2 separate regions of the Mus musculus genome follow, and region 2 is linked to region 1. The links are chromatin contacts, called in public Hi-C maps. All regions are on one chromosome and are shown on one strand. Each heading gives the region's core, a stretch centred on a gene start, on an enhancer-like site or on the middle of the called end of the contact. The rest is flanking DNA. Distances are from core to core; before and after follow the strand shown.

Region 1 (6,220 bases), core at 1,085-3,584:
TGCTATCAGGTGTCTGAAGCCCAAATCTCTGGAGAACCCTGTTGGCCAAAGCCATGCTCCTCCTTGTGGGTCATGGAAAGCTGTCCTCTTTCTCCTGAAGGTCATAAGCCCTATCAGGAATCATTCTCTAAATAAGGTCCCTCACTGCTGTTAATGGCTCCTTGTAGTTGCCTCTTCAGGTTGGGACTGTCGTCTCAAGCCACCCCACAGCTTTGCATAGTTCTCTTATACCCTGTCTGTATTGTTAGTGCCAGTCTTTCTCTAACTACTTCGTGGAGCCTGTCTTCTCTTTCCCACCTGGACTCTGAGAGAAATTAGCAGCAAACACACCTTCTCTAGTACCATCCTAATTATTTCTGCTGTCTCTTTGTGGGGAAAAAAAGAGACTTGTAAGATTCCTGATGTAACCAAGAATACACCTGTGCTTATGTCAGTGTGGAAACATCATGATGTGTGCATGCTTCTGTAGTCAGAGAAATAAGGAGTGGGAGAAAGAGAGAAGGCTCTATGCTCATATTCATTGTGTAACACCCACCACAGCGCTATCTAAATGATGATGAATGTCTCAGATCACAGAGGAACTTTCATGCATCATGAAATTAGCATCATCAAAATTATAAATACTGTCACTACGTTACAGGTGACATCTTCCTTCAACCCAGCAAAAAGAATCAAGGGGAAAAAAATAACACCTTAAAGATCTTTGCATCTGTCTTTTTGAATAAATGATGTCAGTTGTATATATTCAGGAAGCAGTGCATCAGAACAGATTTGTGGTACATCACAAATGAAAGCAAAGTGACAAGCTGAAAAATCACCCCAGTTTCAAGCATCCTCAACCCAGCATGGGTCAGAGAGCCTCAGATAGTAACAGATACATGGTACATCCTGCAAGGGGAAACTGTGGCATCTGTAGTTACAAACCTAGGGGTTATGACTGAACAAGGTTAACAATCATGAATACTTCAGTTGGCTACAGATACTCAGTGTATCCTGAAGGGGGTGCTGTGCCTTCTGGGGTTTAGGGTATGGGGAGGGCAAACTAAATGATTCTCTATATGGCTTGAAAGTATGTGGACTCAGGTGAGATGTTACCTCCCTGATGACTCAACTCAAGGAGAGAAAAAGCCTTTGAGGTGGCCAGATATCATGGAAGTCTAGATATCTCAGTCTTGGATTCTCAGTATCCTATTCTCACAGATCACTGCAAAAGGCTCTATTGAAATCTGGTTGGCAGTGGAAAAGAGATGGGGCAACTGGTCTACCTACTAGATGCTCTGCTCATTGAAGGCAAAAACTAGGTATGAAATATTTGAAACAGGGACCTGGGGAGATGACTTAGTTGACTAAGTGCTTGCCTTGGCAGTTTGAGGATCTTAGTTCAAGCCTCAACACCCACATAAGAAACTAGGTGCGGTAGTGTATACTTATAATCCTTGTGCTTGTGAGGCAGAAATAGAAGGATCCCTGGATACTAGGAACAGAATAAGCAAGCTCCATGTCCCAGTGAGAGATCCTGTCTCAAGTAACAACAAAAACCAAGCTGAACAGTTTCTAAGGAATAATACCCAAGGTTGTCTTCGGGCCTGCACATGCATTCACACACAGGTGCATAGACATTTGCACACATAGAGACATGCACAAACACAAATAAAATGTTGTCTGGGGTACCAAAATCACCTAAACTATTCCCTATCGAGCATCCCAAACTTAGGACTTGGAATTTTGAATATGGCCATATCTGCTGTCTTGTTCATTAACTGGTCATTCATTGGCCTTGAGTTGCCTGTTGACTTTCTGTTGACAGTCTTGAGGTTCCCATTTCTTCTGGCGTCCATCACGTCCTGAGAGTGACTGTAGAGGTCATGGCTTGAGGGGGAGAAACTAGAATGAAAAAGGCAACATCAAGGCCATGTGTGATTTAGAATTCTGGTGATAAACTTTAAAGTAGAGTTGGAAGCAAAAGACCTCAGGGGCAGTGAGATCTTTAGTGGAAAGAAAGATTACCTTCTCCTCAGTCCCAAGCAGTTGACCTGATTCTTATGTGCAAGCTAGATTTTGAGAAACATTCACCATAGAGCATACTCCAGACCGGTGTTCACTCTGAGCTACAAGGACTTGTTTCTACTTACTTGATGGGTTGAGTTAAGAACTCTGTGAAAGAGTATCCCTTGGTGTGCTGGTTAGTTTTTGTCAACTTGACATAAACTAGAGTTTCCTGAGAAAAGGAAAGTTCAATTGAGAAATTTCCTCCATCAGATTGGCTTGTGGACAAGTCTGTAAGGGCATTTTCTTGGCTGATGATTAATGTAGTATTGAGTCATATAAGAAAGCAAACTTAGCAAGCTATTATGCAGCATTTCTTCTTGGTTTCTGCCTTTAGATTCATGCCCTTGGGACAAGGGGCTATGATGTGGAAATGTAAGATGAAATAAATCCTTTCCTCCCCAAGGTGAATTTAGTCAGGTTGTTTTTTTGTTTGTTTGTTTGTTTGTTTTGTTTTTTTCATATCAGCAAAGAGAAGCACACTGGACACTTGGATTCTTAGTACCAAGGTTTTGGATTTGATAGTGTAATTTTGATACATGTCTAAGCTACAGAACAGAGTAAAGCAAGAGGATTTTCAATGTCCTATGTGACTTGTTCCTATACATTAAGAGACAACTTGGGCCGGGCGTGGTGGCACACACCTTTAATCCCAGCACTCAGGAGGCAGAGGCAGGTGGATTTCTGAGTTTGAGGCCAGCCTGGTCTACAAAGTGAGTTCCAGAACAGCCAGGGCTATACAGAGAAATCCTGTCTCGGGGGGGAAAAAAAAGACAAATTGAGCCCATGCCCTTCTATAGTGGGGGAAGGACAACAAGCTTGCCTAGTCTTCCTCGGGCATAATTCTTCACTGTTTGCCATGTGGTGTTTTCTCTTCAGTGCTGACCACTGTTTCCATTGACCACATAAATAGTAAGCTGGGGTCTAAAAAAAGCAATGCACATAAAAAGTCACCGAATTGCTTGTTGAATCTGGAACATTCCTGCTGATAGATGTGAAAGCTTTTTCCCACTGCAGCTAGGTGCAGGAATTCAAAAATAGAATGTATTCAATTTGACATTGTTTAGTGTACTCTAAAAATTCTCTTGAAAAAGATGTCTTTGGGCGTGCATCTGTGAGTACACAATAAACTTCAAAAAAGGACAATATTTCCCAGGAAATCAAAATAGACATGTTTGTCATTGTTGCTATTTATTCATGTTGGAAATCTGTCCCTCTTTATCTGTGATTATGTAACATCCCAATCTAGGCTTCCAAATGCCTATGGCAGGCCCGGTCTCTCTCTCTCTCTCTCTCTCTCTCTCTCTCTCTCTCTCTCTCTCTCTCTGTGTGTGTGTGTGTGTGTCTGTCTGTCTGTTTGTCTGTCTCTCTTTCCCTTGTTCCAGAGATCCACATCAGAAGCACCCCCTCCGCTGGCAGGGGGTCTGAGATATTGCTGACCGCTCTCTATTTTGATTGGTTAGCTATGGACCTTCATTGGGCACTCTGGGCCACTGAGTATGTATATCTTCATTCCTCAAGCTACATATTCTAGAGACATGAAGGGTTTCAGAAGATATGGAATTTAGACAATACTCCAAGAGTGATATAATCTGGGATGTGGAGAAGAGAGCCACATGTGAACAGGTGTGATATAAAATCTCAGAGGTGTTGATGACCAGACAGTTTGCCAGCAAAGCCATGAAGGCTACTTACTTCATGGGGTACAGTGTTTGGAGAGGGTGAACTTCGACTTGTGGAAGTGGGGAAGTCTTCTGAGAGCCATATCTAAAAGTAAAATGGCTCAAGTCTGGAAGTAAAAGAAGCCAGCATCTCAGGTGATGACCACTCAGGCACACCCAGGGTATTGAGAGTTGGTGGCACTCAGGATTAATTCAGCAGAAAAGGTCTGGTTGGATGCCCAGATATAAAATCATAGGAGAGAACGGGGTTTAGCTGTGTCTTGTAAGTGTTCTATTGCTGTGATGAGATGTCATAGCCATGGTGACTTTTAGAGAAGAAATAATTAACTGGAGCTTGCTTACAATTTCAGAGATTCATTCTATTTTCACTATAGTAGGAAACATGGCAGTAGGCAGGCTGATGCTGAGGAAGACCTGAGAATTCTAAACCAGGCTCTCCTCAGGCAGAGGAGGAGATTGGCAAGAGAGAGAGAGAGAGAGAGAGAGAGAGAGAGAGAGAGAGAGAGAGAGAGACAGAGACAGAGACAGAGACAGAGACAGAGAGAAAGGCAGAGAGAAAGACAGAGAGACAGAAACAGAGACTGGATCTGGCTTGGGCTTTTAAAACCTCTAAACCAATCTCCAGGACAACAATGCTGTACCTACTCCAACAAAGGCTCTATCTCCTAATCCCTCCTGAGTAGTTCCACACCCTAATGACTAAGCATTCAAACACTCTGGGGGACATCCTTATTCAAACCACCACATTCCACTCCCTTCCCCCATAGGCTCGTAGTCATATCATAATGCAAAAAAAAAAAAAAAAATACATTCAGCCCAACTTCAAAAGTCCCTTTAATCTATAACAGCCTTAACCCTGTTTAAAAGTTCAAAGATGAAAGTCTCTTCTGACATACAATGACACAGGATGTATTATCATTCCAAAAGGGAGGACAGGAAGCATAATAAGATAATGACAGAAACAAAACTGAGAGCCTGCTGGTAAAACTGCAAATTCAGCCTTTTCTTGTCTGATGTCAACTCACTCTTCAGATCTCCAACTCCTTTCAGCTTTGTTGACTACAACACATGTTTCTCTCTTGGGAACAGTTCTATTTCCTGTTAACGGCTCTCCTCAACAGATATCTCATGGCTCTGGCATCTGCAGCATCTTGGTGTCTCTAACCAAATCCAGACTTCACCTTCACAACTTCACAGAATGGCCTTTCTGGCTCTCCATGCATGGATAGCCCTGACACATGCCTGGCCTCAGTAGCTGTCTATAGCCATGGAAACACCTTTCTTATGTCCTTTACTCTACAGCTAGAACCACATGTCCAAAGCTGTCAAGTTGTTCTGCTTGCCCAGAGGTCACTACTCCCTTGAATCCTTTTAGCACCAGGCTTTCCTTGAAACTTCTTATCTCCTTGAGCTTACTTGACCCATTACTCGACCTAGTGCTCCCTTTCTCCTCAAACTCTACATATTTTTATTTTTTTTTTCTTGCTCAGCTAGCTCCTTTATTATATCTGCATAAGACTGGCCGTTATTAACCACATGACAGAGTCAATACGAGGCTGTCTTGAAATCTCCTCTGCCAATGACATTAATCCAAAACTCTTTAATTTGGCTTCAGGCAGATTTTTTGGAGAAGGGCAGAAAGTAGCTATGTTCATTACCAAAATATTACAAGAACAGCCTCTAAATCACTTACTAGTATTTTTCTCCTTTAGAACCTCTTTAACTGGGCCATAACAATCTAGATTTCTCTCAGCACCCCTGTCTTCCACATTCTGACTAGTACAGCTTATTAAGCCCCACTTAAAGCATTCAACTGCTTTCCTAACCCAAAGTCCCAAACTCCACACTTTGCCACCAGCAGCATGGTCAGGCTTGTCATAGCAATAACTGACAACTGATATCAACTTCTGTCTTAGTGTTCTATTGCTGTAAAAAAGCACCATGATTATAGCAACTCTTATAAAAGAAAGCATTTAATTGGAGCTGGCTTACAGTTTCAGAGATTTAATCCATTTTCAACATGATGGGAAGAATGGTGGCACACAGGCAGACATGGTGTTTGAGAAGTAGCTGAGAGTTCTACATCCAGATCTACAGACATCAGGAAGAGAGAGAGAGAGAGAGAGAGAGAGAGAGAGAGAGAGAGAGAGAGAGAGAGCAAGCCAGCCACTGGGCCTGGCTTCAGCTTTTGAAACCTCAAAGTCCACCTCCCAGTAACACACTTCCTCCACGAGGCCACACCTACTCCAACAAGGCCACACCTCCTAATCTCTCTCAAGTAGTTCTACTCAGTGATGACTAAGCATTCAAACATATGAGTCTATGGGGTGGGGGCAGTCATTCTTATTCAACCACCATAGGCTGGATTCCATTAATGAGGCTTCAAAGTGAAGAAATGAGAAGGCTGTATGAGTCAATAGATTGGGGTAGGAAACAAAAGAATAAAGGAAATCACAGGATACATGAAGAACAGATCCATAGAGGTAAGCTAG
Region 2 (5,667 bases), core at 606-3,105, 340 kb after region 1:
GTCGGAACAAATAAAGGAATTAGAAATGGGAATACAGTAAGAGGGAGAGGGAGAGGGCTGGCTGCCCAGGAGAGGGTGTTCTTTTTTTGGACAAAGGAAAAAAATTGAGCACACAGAGACAAAGGAAGTAAGGACCCAGAAGGGGTGACAAGCAGGCATTTGCTGAAGCCGGGAGCACCCTTCCAGCAAGTATGATCCCCAGAACTGGCAGAGCAGTGACCTGTGGTCTGGGCTGATCTTTTACAGGGCTCTCTACTTCAGTCTCTTGTGACCCCTCTTTCTTTCCCGCTTCCCCCTGCTTCTCTCCCATTCAGTCATCCCTTCCTTTGGACAGTCCTTGGCCCAGGAAGATAACCACAGTGAGTAAGGAGGCACCCAAGCTGCAGAGGGAGGCTGCGGTGTTGTCAGCTCTCTTCCTAGTCAAGCTGCTATGTAGGAATGTTATCTCTTTCCCTCCAGCCTCTTCCCCAACTGCCTATTTATTCCTTGCTGACTCCTCTCAGAAACATTGGGGGAAAGGCCCCGAAGTTAACAGAGCCCTTTAACTCCAGAGCTAAGAATAACTAGTTGAGAGATTGTAGCTAAAAAGAAGAGAGCTTGTTGACCTAACCTTCATACAAGAAGCACTGTGGGAGTCAGGTCATAGCAGAGCAGTAGAGGGTGTTATCTCCAGGCTCAGTGAGGAGTTAACTCTGACATTCAAGCTGACTGCCTGGCAAAAGGGCCCAAACTGCTTGTTTTCCTTTAGTAAGAGTGGTAGTTCCAGAAAGCAGCTCATTTGTGATAGTCATTTCCATAAAGTCAGCTCACCTTAGATGTTTATTCTGTTAGGTGAAACTGTCCTCTTCTTATGGACATAGGGTATCTAGGGAGGGTATTCTAGTTCAAGTGAGGTCGTTGTCAAGTGTGTGCATGGGAAGAGAGCTCTGTGGTCACTGCCTCGGCTACTTCTCTCATGGCTGTGAATAAAAGCCTGTCAAGAGCAGTGCAGGGAAGGAGGGGCCTCTTCTGGCCCGCAGCTTGAGAAGTGTGACAGAAATGGCCTGTGGCTGTGGTGACAGGGCTTCAAAGTGGCTCGCTCAGATCTCCATGGACCAGAAGCAGAGAGGACAAAAGCAGTCCCATCTCTAAATCCTCAAGCCTCACACACACACACACACACACACACACACACACACACACACACACTCACACACACATGCACACTCTCTCACACACATGCACACAAACATGCATATTCACACACACTTACACACATGCACACTCACACACATGCATATTCACATACACTCACACACATGCATACATACACACATGCACACATACTCACACGCATGCACACTAACACACATGCACACACACTCACACACATGCACACATACTCACACACTGCATATGCACATTCACACACATTCATGGATATTCACACACACACACACACACACACACTCACATATGCTCATACACACAGTCATACATACATGCACACACAGTCACACACATACACATACACACACAGGACCCACTTCATCTCATGAAGCCCTACTTCCTAACTTCCTAAGCAGGACCACAGGCTGGAGACCAAGTGTTCAAACACAAGCCTCTGAGTTGGACAAATTACAATAGGCGCCTCAGGTAAAAGTTCTGAATTTGTTGTCTTTTTATTTTCTGGATATTTGTGTTTACTTCAGGCATTTTAACAAAATCAAAGATAATTTTTTTTGAACAGTTCTGGGCTCACAGCAAAACTCATATACAGGCAAATAAAATCTGCCCCAAAGTGACCTCACCATTTTGCTCTCACTGGCAGTGGCAGAGCACCAGCTGTTCCCCATCCTGCCAGCATTTGATGGTGTCAGCATCTGTATTTTGACTAGTCCCATAGCTCTGTGGTGGAAGCTCATTGTTGCCTTACTCTGCATCCCTGTATCCAATAACGGAAGCATCTTCTCATTCTCCTCTTCCCCAGCTCTACTTCTTCCCTGGACAGATGGTTGAGTTCTCCCTGCCCTTTGAAATCGGAGTCTTTGCTGCTGTCTTCAGCTCTTGGAGCACTTTGCACAGTGATGCTGCCACTGCTGTCTTGTTCCTGGCTTGTTTGTCCTCTCCTTCTCTTGACACTGTCTTTCCACAAGTACCCATTTTTAAAAACCACATATGTTCATAAAAAAACAGAGAGAGAGAGAGAGAGAGAGAGAGAGAGAGAGAGAGAGAGAGAGAGAGAGAAATGATTGATCCATGGACCAAGGCTAGAAATAGACCCAGTGTGACAATTACTAGAGGAATCTGCTTTGTGCATCATAACTCAGGGTAGAAGGCTTGAGTATTACAATTGGTATCATTGGGCCTGTGAGAGGACTTGGTGGGTGAAGGCTCTCAGCACTTGCCTCACATGGCTGATGTCCTGAGTTCCATACCCTCAAGCTGTAAAGGTGGAAGGAGAGAATGGACTGCACGTCTACACTGTGTACATATGCCTGTGGATACATCATACACACATCATGGGGGAGTAGGAGGGAGCAATGGAGGGAGGGGGAGGGAGGGAGGGAAAGGGGAAGACTAAGAAACAAACTGGTTTCATTATATCTTCATTTTGAAGACAACTATTAACTTATGTGTCATATCATATACCAAGTTAAAATAAACCTCAGGGAAGAGAGGTCTGAAGAAACAATTCTACTGTAAAAAGAACTAGAGAAGAAAGTGTAAGGCTAAGGTGAACAAGGCATTGTGTTTACTTTTATTGGAAGGTTTAAATTATTTCAGATTTTAAAAAATGTATATGAGTATTTTCCTGCACGCAGTACCCAAGGGGTTCTTGAATTGGAGTTAAAGACAGTTGTGAGCCACCATGTGCGTGCCGGGAATCTGAATTCTGACCGCCTACCATGCACAGCAATCATTCTTCATTGTTGAACCATCTCTCCAGCACTTAAAAGGTGAAATTTTGTCTGCCAAGCTCTACATGCAAAAAGTTCAGGTTTATTGAAGTTCAACTGACAAATATAAGTTATGTATTTTAAAATGTGTAATGTGGTGCTCCTGAGATAATTGCCATAACACACACACACACACACACACAACTAAAAAACCAAAACAAAAACAAAAAAAATCCAAAACAAAACAAAAAACCAAAAGCACAGAGCAAAATAAACAAACAAATGAATACAATTCAGAGAAACAGTAGAGTAAAATAAAGAAATTGTACTCTAATTCATATCACCAGCCTACTTTAAGCACCTAAACTGAACATGTACCTTAAAGCCATTCAAGGACTAATTACAATCTAGGTTTCTGTCAGAAACAAAGGCACTTTCTTATTGAATGAAAATGTCTTCCTTCTGGCGTCACCCAATTCCTACAAATAAAATTTCAGGGATGGTGAATGGCTCACAGTCAGATGTCACTGAGTACACAAGGAAGTGAGACACTGTGAGCAAGGAACAGCAGAAAACTCAGACAAAATAACCCAATATGGAAAGACTTCATGAGTCAGAATTAGCATAGAGACAACCATACTGCATTTGCTATTTTTAAAGTTTTATTAAGATCCTGTAGATAAGAAACCAATTTTCTTTTTTTAAATAATATTTTTATTAGATATTTTCTTTATATACATTTCAAATGCTATTCCAAAAGTTCCCTATAACCCCCCCCAAGCCCCCAATTTTCAAAACAGTGACTGTGTTGGGAAGAGATTAGGTAGGAGGGCTTTTGGGGTTAGCACAGGGTCACAGCAACATTCAAGGGTGTTCAGGGGGAAGCCTATAGGGCAGTCTTCAGAAGACCATGAGGCAGAGAAGAAATGCTGGGAGACACCATGACTGGCAAGAAGATTGTGTTTTTCTGGGTATTTGTGTGGTAAGCTTCAGTGCAGTTGACACTGAAGATGACTCAGAGGTAGGAAGGACCATTATGTCACCTTAGCTCCACTCAGTGAAACTCCAGAGAGACGCTGTCCTGTTGGGTAAGGCTGGCTTTATTCTGCACACAGATTCAAAGCCCATGGACACCTTCTTACTACTGTGTAGCAATTTCCTCTGAGTTGGAGTCTGGAGGGAAACTAATCAAGATTCACTAAGACTCAGGAAGTAAATGCAGTAGCCCCAGGAAGTCCCTGAAACTGACCAGGTACACCAGGTCCCTCCCACCACCCCCAGGGTTATATAAGCAACACAGATTGCTGAGAGGCACTTGCAAACCAGACTAATTTCCTAGAAGAGAGTCTCTGGGACTTGTTGAGCTACCTGCCAGTCATAAAGTGAGCTGCATGGTCCTAGCTTTCTGGTATGGGTTCTCTTAGCTGCCTTAGAGTAGTCATTCATACTCTTGTCAGTAACCCTAACCCATACTGCAGAGACTAGAGGAACCCTAGGCCTGCTGCCCAACTAATGTGGTCAAATAGGTAATCTACAGGTTCAGTGAGAGACCCTGTTTCAAAATCTCAGGTGGATACAGACTGAGAAAGAATTCAGGTGTTGACCTCTAGCCTCCACATGCATTTGTGTGCACACATAAACAGACATCCACATACGTGTGCATATTGCACATACTTGCACATAGGAACACCTATCCACAACATACACTAACCAGTTAAAAATAAGTTTAAATTAAACTAAAACAAAACAAAACAAAAAACAAAACAAAGGGCACAAAGATTTTACAGAAACAATGAATTTGTTTGGTAGTCTCATAGTGCTGGATTGGGACTATACACACCAGAGTACACTAGGAGAGTAGTCACAAAGGATGAAAAAGGGGGGGAGCTTTTAATGGCATGTGCCAGGCCCCAGTTCTGTGTAAAAACAAAAATCCTTGCTTGCAAGATCTCTAATAAGAGCAATATCCATTAAAGTGACACGGGAATTAGTTAGCTCCACATCCGTGCAGAAAGGTTTTCTGTGTAAGGCTCTGGTGGCCTTTGTACAAAGCTATGGTTTTGGAAAAGTATTTTGTGGTCGTTCTTACTATCATTTCCATGTGTCTTAAGTACCATCCTTCACTGCCTTCCCATTTATTTATTATTTATTGCTACATGCCCCTCTACCCCAGTTTTCACATGGGTACTGGGGATCAAATTCAGGTCCTTCTAACTGCATGTTAAGCACTTTACCTCCTAAGCCATCTCTCCATCCCTGTTTCTGTGTTTAGGCAGGACACTGCTCTTTAAAAATTACCACAAACAGCATCTAGAATCTCAATTTTATTTATCTATTCATTTACTTATTTACCATATCTAAATGCTCTACTTATTATTAGTTAGAGCTTAACAAAAGTGACCATTTCGAACCTTACAGAGTTAACAGATTAACAGAAAACAAAACCAAAAAGCATGTCAAGGACTGCAGGATAAGAGTCAAGATTGTGGGTAACAGGTGACGCCCTCAAAAACAGCTTTGGTCAGGCAAAAGCCTCTGGGGGGCATCTTTCGATTCACTTAGGTTCTCATGCCATGGTGTTGGCAGAAGTATCATGGCCTGTTGAGAAGGACACACCCATTCCTCTGAATCTGTCTTGCTAGGGGACTGAGAGCCAGTAGTTGTCTAGAGGTGCTGCCTGGCTCCAGCTCAGTTTGGGGCGTTGCCCCTCTTCTGGTTCAGCAGTGCTGACAAGCTAGCTTAGTGATTCTGCCCGGCTCAGCTCAGGTTCACCGTGCTCATCAGCTGA

The links. Hi-C and Micro-C count contacts between places; a contact is called where the count stands out from the background.
Region 2: a contact with region 1 is called in a Hi-C map of bone marrow-derived macrophages, with 16 read pairs. The contact joins two enhancer-like sites. A contact is called at or near these places in 22 of 39 promoter capture datasets (the 3T3-L1 cell line, the C10 cell line, the HPC-7 cell line and 15 more), 5 of 15 datasets of contacts at CTCF or cohesin (the NIH/3T3 cell line, embryonic stem cells, hippocampal excitatory neurons and 2 more), 32 of 484 Hi-C or Micro-C datasets (the 3T3-L1 cell line, 3T3-L1-derived adipocytes, the C2C12 cell line and 17 more), 26 of 115 datasets of contacts at active chromatin or transcription factors (the 230-238 cell line, DN3 thymocytes, astrocytes and 14 more) and 1 of 9 other capture datasets (liver).

What each region holds. Positions count from the first base shown.
Region 1 is chr13:52,237,532-52,243,751 of GRCm38.p6, forward strand. The region is part of intron 3 of Gm33116 (a long non-coding RNA gene); the gene reads left to right. Among named protein-coding and RNA genes, the nearest start is that of Gm33116, 6.8 kb to the left of the region's middle. Within about 2 kb of position 2,335, at least 11 of the 459 cell types and tissues checked have an H3K27ac peak or open chromatin away from gene starts, as enhancers often do. A contact at or near this core is called in bone marrow-derived macrophages, where this site is marked.
Region 2 is chr13:52,577,131-52,582,797 of GRCm38.p6, forward strand. It overlaps a transcript of Syk not described here. Among named protein-coding and RNA genes, the nearest start is that of Gm2848, 6.7 kb to the left of the region's middle. Within about 2 kb of position 1,856, at least 23 of the 459 cell types and tissues checked have an H3K27ac peak or open chromatin away from gene starts, as enhancers often do. A contact at or near this core is called in bone marrow-derived macrophages, where this site is marked.